Linked DNA regions of Sus scrofa: region 2 is linked to region 1. Evidence: chromatin contacts called from public HiChIP or PLAC-seq data. All regions are on one chromosome and are shown on one strand. The core of a region is the stretch at or near the end of the contact, and the rest is flanking DNA. Distances in the headings are between cores, read along the strand shown.

Region 1 (6,693 bases), core at 2,950-5,449:
TCCCCTGGCCACAGCGGGCACGGGGCTGGAGGCCGCTGGGCCTGGCTTTCCTGTGGGGGTACTGCTTTCTGGCTTCCCTGCCTCTGTCCGAGCAGCCTCAGGCAGACTGAGCAGGGCCACACTATAGGGCCGGGCCGCATTATAAGGCTCAGTGGCAAAGTCCAGTGAGGCCACGGCAGGAGGGACACCCCTTGCCCACAGCTCCAGAGTGAGACTGTCGCCAGCAGGACCAGGAGGGCTACCCTCTGGCCTGCCCACCTCCAGCCCCAGCCTTCCATCCTCAAGGTCCTGCTGGGTGAACTGCTCCACAAGCTGGCCGCCCCTGGGCTCTGTCCTGGCCCGGGGCACACGGACCACACGGCCGTGCCGGGGTCCCGCCAGGAGCCGGAAGCGCGGCACACTGCCTGTGTGGTTGGCCAGCTCGCCCGCATCTAAGACGGTGGGGTCTAGGCGGAGGGTGGCACCTTGGGGCCATGGTCCACCTGTCCACACATGCAGCAGAGCCCTTACGGTGACATTCACTGTGGCCGACGCGTTGGCACCCCTGGCCAGTGCCAGGATGCTGAACTGGTCGTGAGGGGAGGAGAAGTTGGTGAAAGCAAAGACCACTTCACCCTGGTCTACCTGGAGCTGACTGAAGGCCGTGGCGGGCTGCCCGCCCACCAGAAGGTGCCCGTAGCGGGGCCCCTGGGTGAGGCGGTAGGCTGCGTCCAGCTCCTCCCGATCGGAAACCACCTGGAGCTGCTGCCGGCTCAGGGAGGAGCGCCCTACAGCCTGGGGCACCTCTAGGGGTGCCCGCAGCTGCACTTCAATGGCTGAGGGCAAGACGTCCACAACCAGGGACATGGGCAGGGGCGGGCTGGCCCCATCAGACACGCTCAGCTGGAAGATGCCCGCCACGCTGCTCCCATTGGCCACGAAGGCCAACCGCCCTGCATCCACATCAGCCTGGGTGAAGCGGGTCACTGGCCCTGGGCTGGCCCCTGGCAGGCTCAGGTAGCCATTGTGGGGGGCCCGCTGAACCTCGTACTCTATCTCCCCAGGAGCCGAGTCTGGGTCCACCACGCTCAGCTGGGCCCGGGAGAGGGGACTGCGGGAGCCCCGGGTGAGCCGGAGTGGGATGGAGGCCTGTGGCTGAGGGGGCCGCTCATTCACGTCTCGCACTGTGATGGCGAAGGCCTCTGAGGTGTGGGGTCCCGCCACCAAGGTCCCAGCTGGCCCCTGGAGGTGGGCACGGAAGCGGAAGCCATCCTGCTGGGTGCCCCCACCGCCGTGGGCGTACACCAGCTGCCCTGAGGCCAGCTCAGACTGCAGGAAGTGGGGCCGCCCGGCGTGGAGGGGCTCTTCGGACACCAACAGCTGGCCCCGTGTGGGAAACTGTGTGATCTGGAAGAGCACGTCATGCTCCAGGCGCTGCGGTGATGGAACACTGGCCAGGAGGTTGGAAGCATCGAGGGCGGCCGTGGTGATCTCGGCCCGCTGGCCTTCGGAGACCCAGAGACCTGGGGGCGGGACACAGGCGATGATGCTACCATCCGCTGAGGGCAGAGCTGTGGACCCTCGGACCCAGGTCCTCAAGGCAAGGTTGTGCTTCCCGCCTCAGGCCAGGTGCCCCAGGTTGGGGCTCAGGGGCCCAGGAGGACCAGAATCTGACCTCAAAGCCTCCCCACTCACCCACCCTCTCTATAATTTACCATGTCCTGGGAATTGCCATGAACTACTGACCTTGGCCTATGTCCCCTCCTCTCTGGGCCTCTCCCAGTGTCCCCCCAACTTTGCCAGCTCAATCATGCAATTCACCTTTGTTCCTCCAGAGGCGGCTGGGGCGCTGGGGACAGGCAGCCTCGAAAGACACGGACACAGCAAGGGTGGTGGCCACGTCGGGGGCAGGAGGTGAGGAGAGCTGGAGCTCCAGAGTGTCGCGGGCCTCCCAGAAGGGCTCGGGGGGCATCTCGTGCTCATAGAGAACATTCCCAGCATATACCTGTGGGGATAACCCATTGTTGGGATGGAGGCAGGTCTAGCCTGTGGTGCCCAGGAGCCTCATCACAGGCTGGTCCCAGGTGGGGCATTTGGAGCTCCCTGCCAGCCCCTCAGTGTCCAGCCTCCCTTGAGGTGCTCCCTGCTGTGCATCATGTTGTCTGGAGCCTGCACTCTCCCTCATCAACTCAGTGGGTCACCATAAAACAGTCCCATGACAGTGAAGAGCCCGGAGCTGCAGCTGGATGCCTTTGTCAAGCCCCAGCTCTGCCCCTGGGGCAAGTCTTCCTCTCTGTGTTTCTCTCAATAGCATATCTTTCCTCTTTTGCAATGAAATCCCTGCCTCTTTTCTCTCTGAAGACACCGCTCTTACCATCTCCTGTCTTTCTTCCCCCAGGTGAGTCATTCTTATCATTACGCAACTAAGCTAACCCTCCACCTTAAAGAAAAAACTTCTCTTGGAGTTCTCATTGTGGCTCAGTGGACTAGTATCCATGAGGACGCAGGTTTGACCCCTGGCCTCACTCAATGGGTTAAGGATCCGGCATTGCCGTGAGCTGTGGTGTAGGTTGCAGACGTGGCTCAGATCCCCAGTTACTGTGACTGTGGTGTAGGCCCAGCAGCTACAGCTCTGATTCGACCCCTAGCCGGGGAACTTCCACATGCAGTGAGTGAGGGTGGCCCTAAAAAGACAAAAAAAAAAAAAAAAAAAGCACACACACAAAAAAAGAAAAAACTTCTTGACTTCACTGTCCTACACCACAGCCACAGCAATGTGGGACCCAAGCCACATCTGCAACCTACCCCACAGCTCACGGCAACACCAGATCCTTAACCCACTGAGCGAGGCCAGTGATCAAACCCTCAACCTCATGGTTCCTAGTCGGATTCGTTAACCACTGAGCCAGGACGGGAACTCCTTTCTTCTTCTTTTTTGGCTGAATTTGAGGCATGCAAAAGTTCCTGGGCCAGAGGTCAAGTTCCCACCATTGCAGGGACCGGAGCCCCAGTAGTGACAATGCTGGATCCTTAACCTGCTAAGCCACCAGGGAACTCTTTTTTTTGCTCTTCTTTGCAGCAGAGTCCAAAAAGAATAGTCTACACTCTTCCCCATGCCATTCTGAGTGCACTCCACCCAGGCTTCTGCTCCTATGGCTGCCAAGGGCACAATGGCCTCTGGGTTGCTGGACCCAGTGGTCTATTCCCAGGCCTCCTTTCACTCATCCGCTCAGCGGCATTCTACCCAATCGAGCGTTCCTTCCTTGAGCGCACCTGGTGGCTTCCAAGAGGTTCTGCTCTCTTAGTCTCCCTCCGACCTCACTAGTTGCCTTTTCACAGACTCTTGCTGGTCCTGCCCCTTCTCCTCAATGTCTGTGGCTTGGCCTTGAGACTCTAGCTACAGGCACTGCTCACGGGCTCTCAGTGGGCCTCACATCCTCCAATGCCAGCCACGAGATGACCCCTTTATTTGTATCTGCAGCCCGGCTGTGCTCTCCCAAACTCCAGGCTCATGACCACCTGCTTCTCGGGCAGCTCCGTGGGGATGTCTGAGGGATGTCTCAAACTCAGTATGTCCCAGATGATCCCTGACCTGCCCCACCGCTCCCAGGTTCCCACTGCAGAGGGCACAGCTCTGTTCTTCCAGTGGTTCAAGCCCCAAGCTCTTGAGTCACCACTGATTCCTCTCCTCCTCTCACATACCATCATTTCTGGCCCGGATTATTCCCCAAACCTCCTGCGTCCTGGCTTTGGCCCCTGCTCCACCCCCTCTACAGTTTGTTCTTGACACAGATGTCAGAGTGAACTTTCATTTTATTATTATTTTTTAGGGCCGCACATGCAGCATGTGGAGGCTCCCAGGCTAGGGGTCGAATCAGAACTATAGCTGCTGGCCTACACCACAGCCACAGCAATGCTGGATCTGAGCCGTGTCTGCCACCTACATCACAGCTCACGGCAGTGCTGGATCCTTAACCCACTGAGAGAAGCCAGGAATCGAACCTGCCTCCTCACAGATGCTAGTCAGATTTGTTTCCACCGAGCCATGAAGGGAACTCCCAGAGTGAAGCTTTAACCATGTAAATAAGGCTATGTCACTCTCGCTCAGACAGTACAAGGGCTCATTTGGCCTCAAAGACCCTGTGTGACCCTGTTACCCGTGACCTCCCGTCCTCCCACGCCTCCCACGGCAACTCCACTCCAGCCACACCCGCTGTGCTCCAGGGCCATCTGCCTGTTAAACACTAAGGCATAGTCTCCACTTCCCTCAAGCAATCCGTTCCCTCCCCCTTCTAATCCCAACGTGTCTTCTTGGCTTATCTTTTGTTTTCCCCTTTCGGGAGACACAGGGAACTATTTTCCTTCTCTCAGAAAAACAGGACTTGTGCAATAGAGAGAGGGAAACTGACTGGGATCACAGCGTGCGGGAGATTCTAGGAGCAGGGGGGCTGTGAACTGGGGAGCCTTGCCTGGTTGAGACGGGAGCAGAGCCAGTCAAAGGGACAGCTGCTCTTCAGTTGATGGCCGGAAGAGGGAACACAGGTCTTATAAGAAACTGGAAATCAGGGCCTGTGTGTGTGTGTGTGTGTGTGTGTGTGTGTGTGTGTAATCCCCCAAAGGTTATATCTTGACCACTAATTTAAAAATATTAAAGGCATGTGCAGGCCAAGTAAAACACATCTGTGGGCCAGCTGTGGCCTGCAAGGACTACCAGCTGTAACCTCTGGCCCAGGCCAATGGGTGGGTGGGGAGGAAATGGAGACCCTTAGGGGTGGGGGTGGGAAGTTGGATGTCTGGGTACAGGAGCTCCTTGTGGGTGGGGGTGACTGGCTTGGGATGAGGCAAGTCACAGGTGAGGTGGGAAGGCTTCCTGAGCTCTGGAAACCAGCAGTGTTCTTTGGTGAAAGAAATCTTGGGCCAGCAGTCTGAAGGCACAGTCCTGGTTTTGCTTCTTACTAGCCATGGACTTGGAATGAAGTCACCTGACCTCTCTCTGTGAGCCTCAGTTTCCTCATCTGTAAAGTGGGAAAAGCTGATCTCTGCCCCACCCAACTCAGAGGATGGAGGGACAGTGGCGCTGTCAGTCCTGCCTGCCCCCTTCACCCAGTCCTGCCCTCCTCCCAGCTTCCCTGGGTGGCCCTGCCAGCCAGACCCCCTAGGGGCCATTCATTCTAGAACTTGGATTGCTGGGGTGTGAGGGAAGCAGAGCAGGTCCAGGAGGGGACTTCCTCCTCCTTCCTGGGCATCCAGTGACAAAGGCTCCCAGGGATTCAGGGTGCACAGCTGCTACAGCCTCCAGCCTGCTGAATATTTCATTGTGGGGAGGAGCAGAAAGGGGGCCATAGCAGAAGCTGGGAGAACAGAGAACCCAGGCCTGGGGAATATTGATGCGAGAGGACTGAGAGACTCTTCCTGCCCTTGTTAAGGTGACTTCCTTCCCCGATGCCTGAAAGTTCCATACTGCCCTGCCCTGGGGAGAACCAGGGCTGCCCTAGAATGCTTGCACCTTTTGCACTTAGAAGGGACCTTAATTTAAGTGATGGCTGTTGGCCCCACTGGTACAGCATAGAGGGCTCTGTGATCCCAGCAGCGTATCGGTCTGACCCTTCCTGTGGCTCAATTCTGGTTTTCACTGATGGCCTCTGGCGTGCAGTGGGACAGCTGTGTCCTGAAGCTGCTGTGATGGATGGATGGATGGATGGCAGCTTTGCTCCTAACTCACCTACTCAGCTGCCTTCTGCCCACTCATCTGCTTTCAGGACCCATTCTGCTTCTTGCTGCTCTTGACCTGAGCCCCAGGCTTACACCTCTGTTCACCAGCCCAGCAGCTGCCTTCATCCCAAACTCTATCCCCTTGAACCAAGCACTGCCCCCATCAGCCATTGGGGTATCTAGTGTCCCCCATGCAGAGTATTATTTTCAGCTCCTAGGGTCCAACTGTAGTTTCTTCTAGAAGCCAAGCCCCAGAACATCATCCCTGTTCTGAGCCCCTATAGCTCTGACTTCCTGCATCCTTCTTTCTGCCCCGGAACACTAAGCCCTGGTGGTCCTGACTGGTTGGTGGCCCTTGGAGGGGGGCATGCAGAGGCTGGACCATGGTGAGCCCGGGGAGTGGCTGCCAACACTGCTGGAGCTCGTACCCATGTCCACATGTGTGTCCAGAGGCAGAGTGGGCTATTCCAGGCCGGAGTCTAAGTGGTGGCTGTAGAGAGGGGTCCTTACCTCTGCCTGAGTGAAGTTCACCAGGGCCTCCCCAGCGGGGCCCCGCTGGGTGTGGAAGAGCCGGCCAAGCTGGGGACCCTGCACCACCTGGTAGAGCAGGTGGCGGGGGTCGGTGCCTGCGCTGGAACTGGCTCGCAGGCTCTGGCTGCTGAGTGGCTGGACAGAGCCTGCGAGAGGCAAAAGGGGACTGTCAGCCTTGGCTCGGGAGCCAGGGCAAGGCCTGCAATGGCTGGAGAGGCAGTATGACCCTGGCGTGGTGCACCCACCTGGGCAGACAGTCAGCGTCCGGCTGCCCTCCAGCGAGAGGAGCGGCTGCTTCTGGGCCACCACCCGGAAGAAGTGTCCAGGGGAAGTGTGCTCACCATCAGACAGGCTGAAGCGGAAGCCTCCATCCAGGGCTCCTAGGACAGGGGTGGAGTTGGGTCTCGCTGGCCCATGCCGGCGCCCACGCTCAGGGCATCCCCACCTCTCAGCACTTACCTTTGTGTGAGA
Region 2 (7,219 bases), core at 2,115-4,614, 300 kb before region 1:
AGGTCTAACAGAGTCCTAAGCATAGGAACTTCTATCCCTACGGAGCTGGGACTGGGGGCCGGGGGTGTGCCACCTTCCAGCACATGGATGTGGTCCCCAGCTCTGTGGTTCATGGACAATTGTGGAGAATTCATCATGTATTCATGAATCAATGGTTAACTCATCAAGAATCATTCATGGATTTTTTTTTTCCTAGGGACATACCCAAGGCATATGGAAGTTCCCAGGCTAGGGGTCAAATCAGAGCTGTAGCTGCTGGCTCTCACCACAACCACAGAAACCCCAGATCTGAGCTGCATCTGTGACCTACACCACAGCTCATGGCAATGCCAGATCCTTAACCCACTGAGCAAGGCCAGGGATTGAGCCTGCATCCTCATGGATACCAGTCAGATTCATTTCTGCTGAGCCATGACAGGAACTTCAAGAATCATTCATGAATTCATGATCAAAGGTGAACTCAATCTGTGGTCCCTCTTCAAGCGTCTAATCCTGGCTTGGTCTTCCTGGTGACCAGACCTCATCCCACAGCATCCAGGAGCCCACCCAAAGGCACCTCATTAGAACAGAGGTGAAGGAATGAATGAAGGAAGGAAGGAATGAAGGTGGACCCAGGTTCCCCCAAAAAATGATTTCCTAAGATCTTTCTCAAGCAGGTGAGACCAGTTTCCCTTTCAGCAGCCCCCTGGGCAGAGAACCCTGTGTGAAGAGTTAGGGGCACAAAGCCCAGTGTTTTCAAAGCCTGGGGAGCCAGATTGGACAGGTGCAGGGCTTGTGGTGGGGCTTGTGGAGCCAGTGCTGCTCTTGGGGCTACAGGAGGTGGCCAGCCTCAGTGAGGGCTCATCCCTGGGGTCCTCCCTTGCCCACAGTCGTGACTGGCCTGGCTGGTGGTGAAGGTGAACAGGACTTGCTTAGGACTGGCCACCTGGTCCAGCTCTAGGAACTGACCCTGACCCTGGGCCTTCAGCCCAGCCCCTCAGACCCCACCAGGGAGATACTCACCTCCAACGTGGGGCTGCACAAGTGTGGCCGGTGAGAGGAGACAAAGATGAGGTGGGCTTTGGCGTTAGAAGCCAAAAAAAATCACATCCTGGCCAGAGGCTTCCCTGAACTCCCACTGCGATCTGTGTCTGGGGGCCAAAAAATAGGGTCTTCAGATCATCTCCAAGGCTCCTGGGTTCTGGTCAGGGCCCCGCCATTGGACTGACTCGCCCACAGTGAAACCTGGGACCCGGCTGGGTCAGGGCTCCCAAGACCTCCGATCTCTGACCTCCGGCTTTCTCTTAGGCTGGCAGGAGGTCAGATCGATGAGGCCTGAGTTCTCCACCTCCTTATGAAGCCTTCCCCTCTTCCCTCTCTTCACTGAGACGAGCCCAGGCTCACCTGTGGGCCTCTGACTTCTCCTCCCCAGGTGGGCCTGGAGAGCCTGGTCTACACCCAATACCCAGCACACTCCACCCGCCACCTGGCCTTCTGTGATTTTCAATTGTTCTTCAGGTGTTTCTCGTAGCTTTTCTAAACAGTCTGTCATCTGCAAATACTAGTTTATTCTTTTCCAATATTTATGCTAATGGATTTCCCATCTCTTATTTAACTACACAGGTTCTCAGTAGCAGCACTATTGACATTTTTTGGCCAAATAACTCTTTGTGACCAGGGTCTGTCCTATGCCTTGGAGGACGTTTAGCAGTATCTCTGGCCTCTGCCTTCCGGATGCTAGAAACACTTCCTAGTTGTGACGCCTAAAAATATTTCCAGACATTGCCAAATATCCACCAAGAGGCAAAATCAACCCAGTTGAGAACCCCTGGCCTGAGTACCTCTAGAACAATGCTGGATCATAGTAATGGGAGTGCATTACTGCTCCTGATTTTAACAGGAACAGGTCTAGTATTAAAGTATACACTAGTAGGTGTATACTCCAGTCCAGGACTAGTACACAAGTGTACTGTGTCTAAGTTTACTTTGCAAAAAGAAAAAAAAAAGGAAAAACATGACTTCCATACAAGTGAAGGAATGTGTATCAAATATTTAATGAATGAGGGAACAGTAAAATGGTAAAGCTAATTCCAGGAGCATTTTGAGAAGTATTTCTAGTTCCCAGAAAGGTATTTTGAAGTGTGTGCTGAGTTAAGAGACAAAACCTGACAATATCCTATGGGGCAATAAAACTGTAATCTTTGGGGTTTTCTACTGGAGAGAAATCTATGAGTTAACATATAATTTCTCAGGTATATTTTCCTACATTAGTGATTTTCAAAGTATAGTCCCCAAATTGGAAATATCAGCCTACTAGGAACTTGTTAGAAATGCAAAATTTCAGGTCCTATCCCAGACCTCTTTAATTAGAAACCCTGGGGATGAGGCCAACACTGTTTTAATAAGCCCTGCAGGTGATTCTGATACACTCTAAAATTTGAGAACCACGGCTCTAAATAGTCAAATAATCATTATTTGTAAAACAAATCTATGAGACAATGTTCCAGTATGACATTAAAAGGACATGCCACCCACCTTTTTGCCTTATTTCCAAATTTAAATAATTTGTTTGCTGTTTGCTGTTTTGGTTTTCAAATACTCTATCAACTTAAGGCAGTTTTCATGCATCACCAATTTTTTTCTCCTTTTTAATAAAATAAGTGCTGCCCCAAATCTATCCATACTCTTCCTCTTTAAGCTATTGAGAGGATAAAATATAAGTGGAACCTTTCTTATACCCTTAAAATTTTTCTTTAACATGATGTGTTGTAACACACCATTGACTTCAACATGATGTCTATGATTTTTAAAAAGCTCTTTATAAGTGAGATCAATTTTATCACTAATTAGGAAGCTTTCCATCTTTTTCTATTTATGGAGCAGTCTGACACCAAGTGAACAGTTTCAATTAAAAGGCAGTGGGTCCAAGTCTCCTCCTAAGTCAGGGATCACTGGTTCGCTGGGTTGAGGGTCACCTAAGAAGGAGTTTAGGAAAATTCATTATGCTTTGTGCTTACACTATGTACAATTTCTTGGGTGTATATTTTAGTCCAGTGAAGTTTTAGAAATATGTCCTGCCACAGCGCACCGCTATACATAATGGCATTGCTTACTGACTCAAACCATAGAAACGACCGGAATAGCCCAGCAGAAGGGATCGATTCTAAGTGTCACACCCGGCTCTGGGCTCCCACTCCCTTAAAACGAACAAATTTAAGGGCTTCCACTCCCTCCTCCTACAGTTTTGGTTCTCTTCTTAGCCTGGGGGTTGGAGCCAGTTCTTTCCGGGGAAAGGTTCTGGGGGACTAGGTCGCCCCCGCGCTCGGCCCGGGGAGGCCAGGTCAGGGCGAGTCGCCCCCGCCCCTTCGGAGAAAGCCCCGCCCCGGCGTCACGTGACCGCAGCATCAGCTGACCAGGAACGACAGGAAGGAGACCGTCCCCGGCGCGGGCTTCCTGGAGCGATGGTGAGGGATGAGGGGTAATGCGAGGCATCGGGTGCTGGGGTTGGGCAGGGCAGGAGCCTCCAAATCTCACCGCTGTGGGGATGGTGGCGCGCCGGGTGCGAGGAGCTGGACAGTCTGTCCAGGCCGTGCAGCGGGCGCTTGGGTGCAGTCCTGAGGGCCGAGGGTCTGATAGAGAAAAGCCCCCCTCCACCCTCTCCCCATCAGGATGGGTAGGACAGGGCAGGCAGGCCGGCTTGGAGTGCCTCCGCGGTAAGGAAAGGCCCACACCCGCCGGGGCAGGGACAGGGCCTGGGGCTTGTCCCTTCAAGCCTTCCGCTGCCCCAGTAGGTCCTCCCAAAGGTGCCCGCTTACCAGCCCTCCTGTGGGACTTGGAGAAAAACTTGCTTGGAATTAGGCGCGGTCTTCTGCATTATTAGAAAAACCCTTCATTCTTCCCAGAGCCAGAAAGGAGTAGGTTTGGGGTGGGGACTTCCCAACTCATCCATCCATTCATTCCTTCAGCAGATTGTGAGTGCCTGTTTTATACCATGCACTGTGCCAGGCACTGGGTCTTCAACTGCAGGAGGGAAGGGCAAAGTTGGCAGCTTGAATGGGCAGTCATAGTTAAGATGTGAGAGGAAGGGGCCTAACTTGCCTTGTGCAAAGTGTCAGGAAGGCTTCCAGAGGATGACATCACCCAAGGACCCTGGAGTAGGGAAGAAAGCTAGCTGAGTGCGGTACAGATTGTGTAGGGGGGTTGTCAGGAGGCTGTATCTTCAGACAGGGAACAGCAGTCAAAGAATTTAGGTGAGAGAGAGCATGATTCCCTAGGAATGAATGCAATTCACCACCTGGAAGAGTAGAAACTGGAGGCTATTAGTGAAAGATGAGGCTGGACAGGTAGGCAAAGACGGAAGCTTGCTGGGTCTTGAGAGTCACACAGAAGAGTCTGGACTTTAAGAAGAGGACACTGGGAAGTTAGGAAGAGCCTTTAAGCTGATTTGTGGAGGGAGCAAGAGGGGAACAGGGAGCCCAGCCTGGGGCAGCAGACCCCTCAGAAGATGGTGATGGCTTCAGATAGGGTGGAGAGAGGGGGGAGGGAATCAGCAGGACTCATGGACTAAATGCATGAGGAAAAAGGGAATGGGAGAGGTCTGGGCTTGGTTCCCAGGTAGTCGTGCTGGGTGGGGTGGCAGGGGGCAGATTTCAGCACGAAGAGCACCAGTTATTTTGATTCATGCTGAGTGAGGTTTCTGAGCTCCAGGTGCAGCTGGCTCGTCCTGAATTAAGGGTTTGGGAGTTCCCTGGTGGCTCAGCAGGTTAAGGATCTGGTGCTGTCACTGCTGTGGTTTTGGTTACTGCTGTGGCACAGGGTCACTCGCTAGCCTGGGAACTTCCACATGATGCAGGTGAGGCCAAAAAATTAAAAATGTAATAATTGAACTTAAGGGTCTGGAGCTCAGAAGAATACAATGGCAGTTATGCTCTGGGGAGTTCTCAGCACAAAGATGATCATTGAACCCTAAAAATATGTAACCTGTCTCAGTGAGAATGTGAGTAGGGAAGAGATGGCCTACAACATAAGCTAGAGAAACACCAGCATTTTAAGAAACTGCAGGAGTTCCCATCGTGGTGCTGCGGAAACGAATCCGACTAGGATCCATGAGGTTGTGGGTTTGATCCCTGGCCTCGCTCAGTGGGTTAAGGATCTGGTGTTGCCGTGAGCTGTGGTGTAGGTTGCAGACGCGGCTCAGATCTGGCATTGCTGTGGCTGTGTTGTAGGCCGGCAGCTGTAGCTCCAATTCAACCCCTAGCCTGGGAACCTCCATATGCTGCCAGTGCGACCCTAACAAGCAAAAAAAAAGGAAAGAAAGAACCTGCACAAGGAACATGTACTTATGGTAAAAATGTAAATAGTACATTGTAATGTCAATAATGGTAGAAGTCAGAAAAAATACAGGGATGGTAGAAGACAGCTATGGGTAGAAGTCAGGGGCCCTTGAACTTAGGAAAAATATTACATCTTAATTTTCACTAACTTCAAACTGAAATTTAGTATTTCTTTTGGTTTTGTGTGTTGGCAGCAAACCCACTACTATTAGCAGCACCTCTGACTTTGTCATAATAATAGATATTTTTGTATCACACTACAGCTGTTGGCATTGTTTACATATTGTTTATGGTTATTTCTAAATTACTATGGTAATTAGACTTGAAACATGTCACATCACCAATTTGTTTCTTTTACTGTGTAGGTTTTTTCTATGTATTTTATACATTTAAAAACACTGTTGGAGTTCCCTGGTGGTGAAGTAGGCTAAGGATCCAATGTTCACACACACACACCACTGTGGTGTGGTTCAATCCCTGGCCCCAGAACTTCGTATGCTGCAGGTGCAGCCAAAAAAAAAAAAAAAAAAAAGGAACCAAAATACCTTTTTTTTTGTGTTGGAGTGATACACAGTAGATTAGCATGGCCCTTGCACAGGGATGGCATGCAAATTCGTGAAGCATTCCATATTTTAAAAATAACGACGAAATATTGTTTTGAAAAGGGCCTACAGACTTCACTAGATGCCAGGTGAGTCCATGGCACAAAAAGGTTAAAAACCACTGAAATAGAGAAAGAAGTGCCGGACTGCCCTTAACATTCTTCATCTCACCTTCGGTTCCAGACCCCTGCCCCAGGGTAATGACAGCAGGCATTCTGCTGAGATCACCATTTGGTGGCTGGGGAACAGAGGGTGAGCCAGCACATGAGCCAGAGGCCAGGCCAGAGGGAGAAATCCAGGAAAGCATGCTGCTTCAGGAGAGGTGGGTTTGTGTCACATGCTGCCGAGGCGTTAAGGAAGAAGACTGGATTTGGTGGCAAAAGTCATTTGCGACCCTGGCTAGAGGACCTCATTGGAGGCCCATGTAGAAGCCCCAGCATGGGGGGGTCAGGTGTCATCGTGGGCCGTAGGGTGGCAGGTGAAAAGGAGTAGGAGGGTTGGTAGTTGAAGGGTCGTGGAGCATGTCTGAAGTGACTGATAAGGTGAACGGTGGGGCTAGGCAGAGGACGTGGAGTTCCGGGGCTGCACTGGGCCCAGCAGAATCGAGAGAACATAGATTCACAGTGTCACATCTGCAGGGGTTTGTTTCCATCATCTGTAAGCAGCCCAGGTGGAGGCGTGGAAAGATGACCGTGTGTATTGCTGAGCATTAGAGCTTTGCCAGGCAAACAGGATGAAGCACAGTTGATTGAGGGTGGGCGGCGGGGTGGAGGATATTGTCAACATGTGGTTGCCCAGGTGTGCACATTCTAACAGAGGAGCTGGACCTTAAGTAAGTAATAACAGCCTCAGGTCCAGGACCCTGGGTGATATATGCTGTGGTAGATGCTGTGGAGATCAAGAAAGCAAGCCTTGAGCAGAAGAGCTGTTTTATTTAACAGCTTCCTTGAGATGAAAATGACATGAAACAAACCATACATATGTAATCATACAGTTCCGTAAGCATTGACATGTATATGAAAATATGAGCATGCTCAAGATAATGAGCGCATCCCCTGGCCCCCCCACCCCCGCACATTTCCTTGTGTGAGGGTCTAGAAAGCGTCATTAGAGAAAATCCATAGAAAGAGGTGTCTTGAGCAGAGACCCGAGTGAAGCAGGAGAGACAGGAGCAGCAGGGCAGTCCGTGCGGCTGCAGGGGGAGAGAGGAAAGAGGAGACGCGAGTGGTCACTGGCCTCCTGAGGACTTTGCATTGTTCCATGCTGTGCCCCAGCACTGCCCCCTCCCGCAAAGGTGCCCAGTGT

The links. HiChIP or PLAC-seq counts read pairs in DNA pulled down with a chosen protein or histone mark.
Region 2: a contact with region 1 is called in an H3K27ac HiChIP or PLAC-seq map of alveolar macrophages. The contact joins the promoter of COMMD4 here to the enhancer-like site in region 1. A contact is called at or near these places in 5 of 47 Hi-C or Micro-C datasets (embryonic fibroblasts, mesenteric adipose tissue, omental adipose tissue and 2 more) and 1 of 2 datasets of contacts at active chromatin or transcription factors (alveolar macrophages).

What each region holds. Positions count from the first base shown.
Region 1 is chr7:57,980,392-57,987,084 of Sscrofa11.1, reverse strand. It overlaps CSPG4 (chondroitin sulfate proteoglycan 4), which reads right to left. Exons shown (of 10, transcript XM_003128485.6): 6 at 6,682-6,693; 7 at 6,468-6,602; 8 at 6,202-6,368; 9 at 1,801-1,984; 10 at 1-1,502. Among named protein-coding and RNA genes, the nearest start is that of SNX33, 32 kb to the left of the region's middle. Within about 2 kb of position 4,199, at least 5 of the 83 cell types and tissues checked have an H3K27ac peak or open chromatin away from gene starts, as enhancers often do. A contact at or near this core is called in alveolar macrophages, where this site is marked.
Region 2 is chr7:58,279,273-58,286,491 of Sscrofa11.1, reverse strand. COMMD4 (COMM domain-containing protein 4) reads left to right here and starts at 3,364. Exons shown (of 8, transcript XM_001924389.6): 1 at 3,364-3,443. The coding sequence starts at 3,441. It overlaps LOC106504438 (taste receptor cell protein 1-like), which reads right to left and starts at 1,321. Exons shown (of 13, transcript XR_002345820.1): 1 at 1,003-1,321. It overlaps LOC102158857 (a long non-coding RNA gene), which reads right to left. Exons shown (of 4, transcript XR_304481.3): 4 at 6,827-7,219.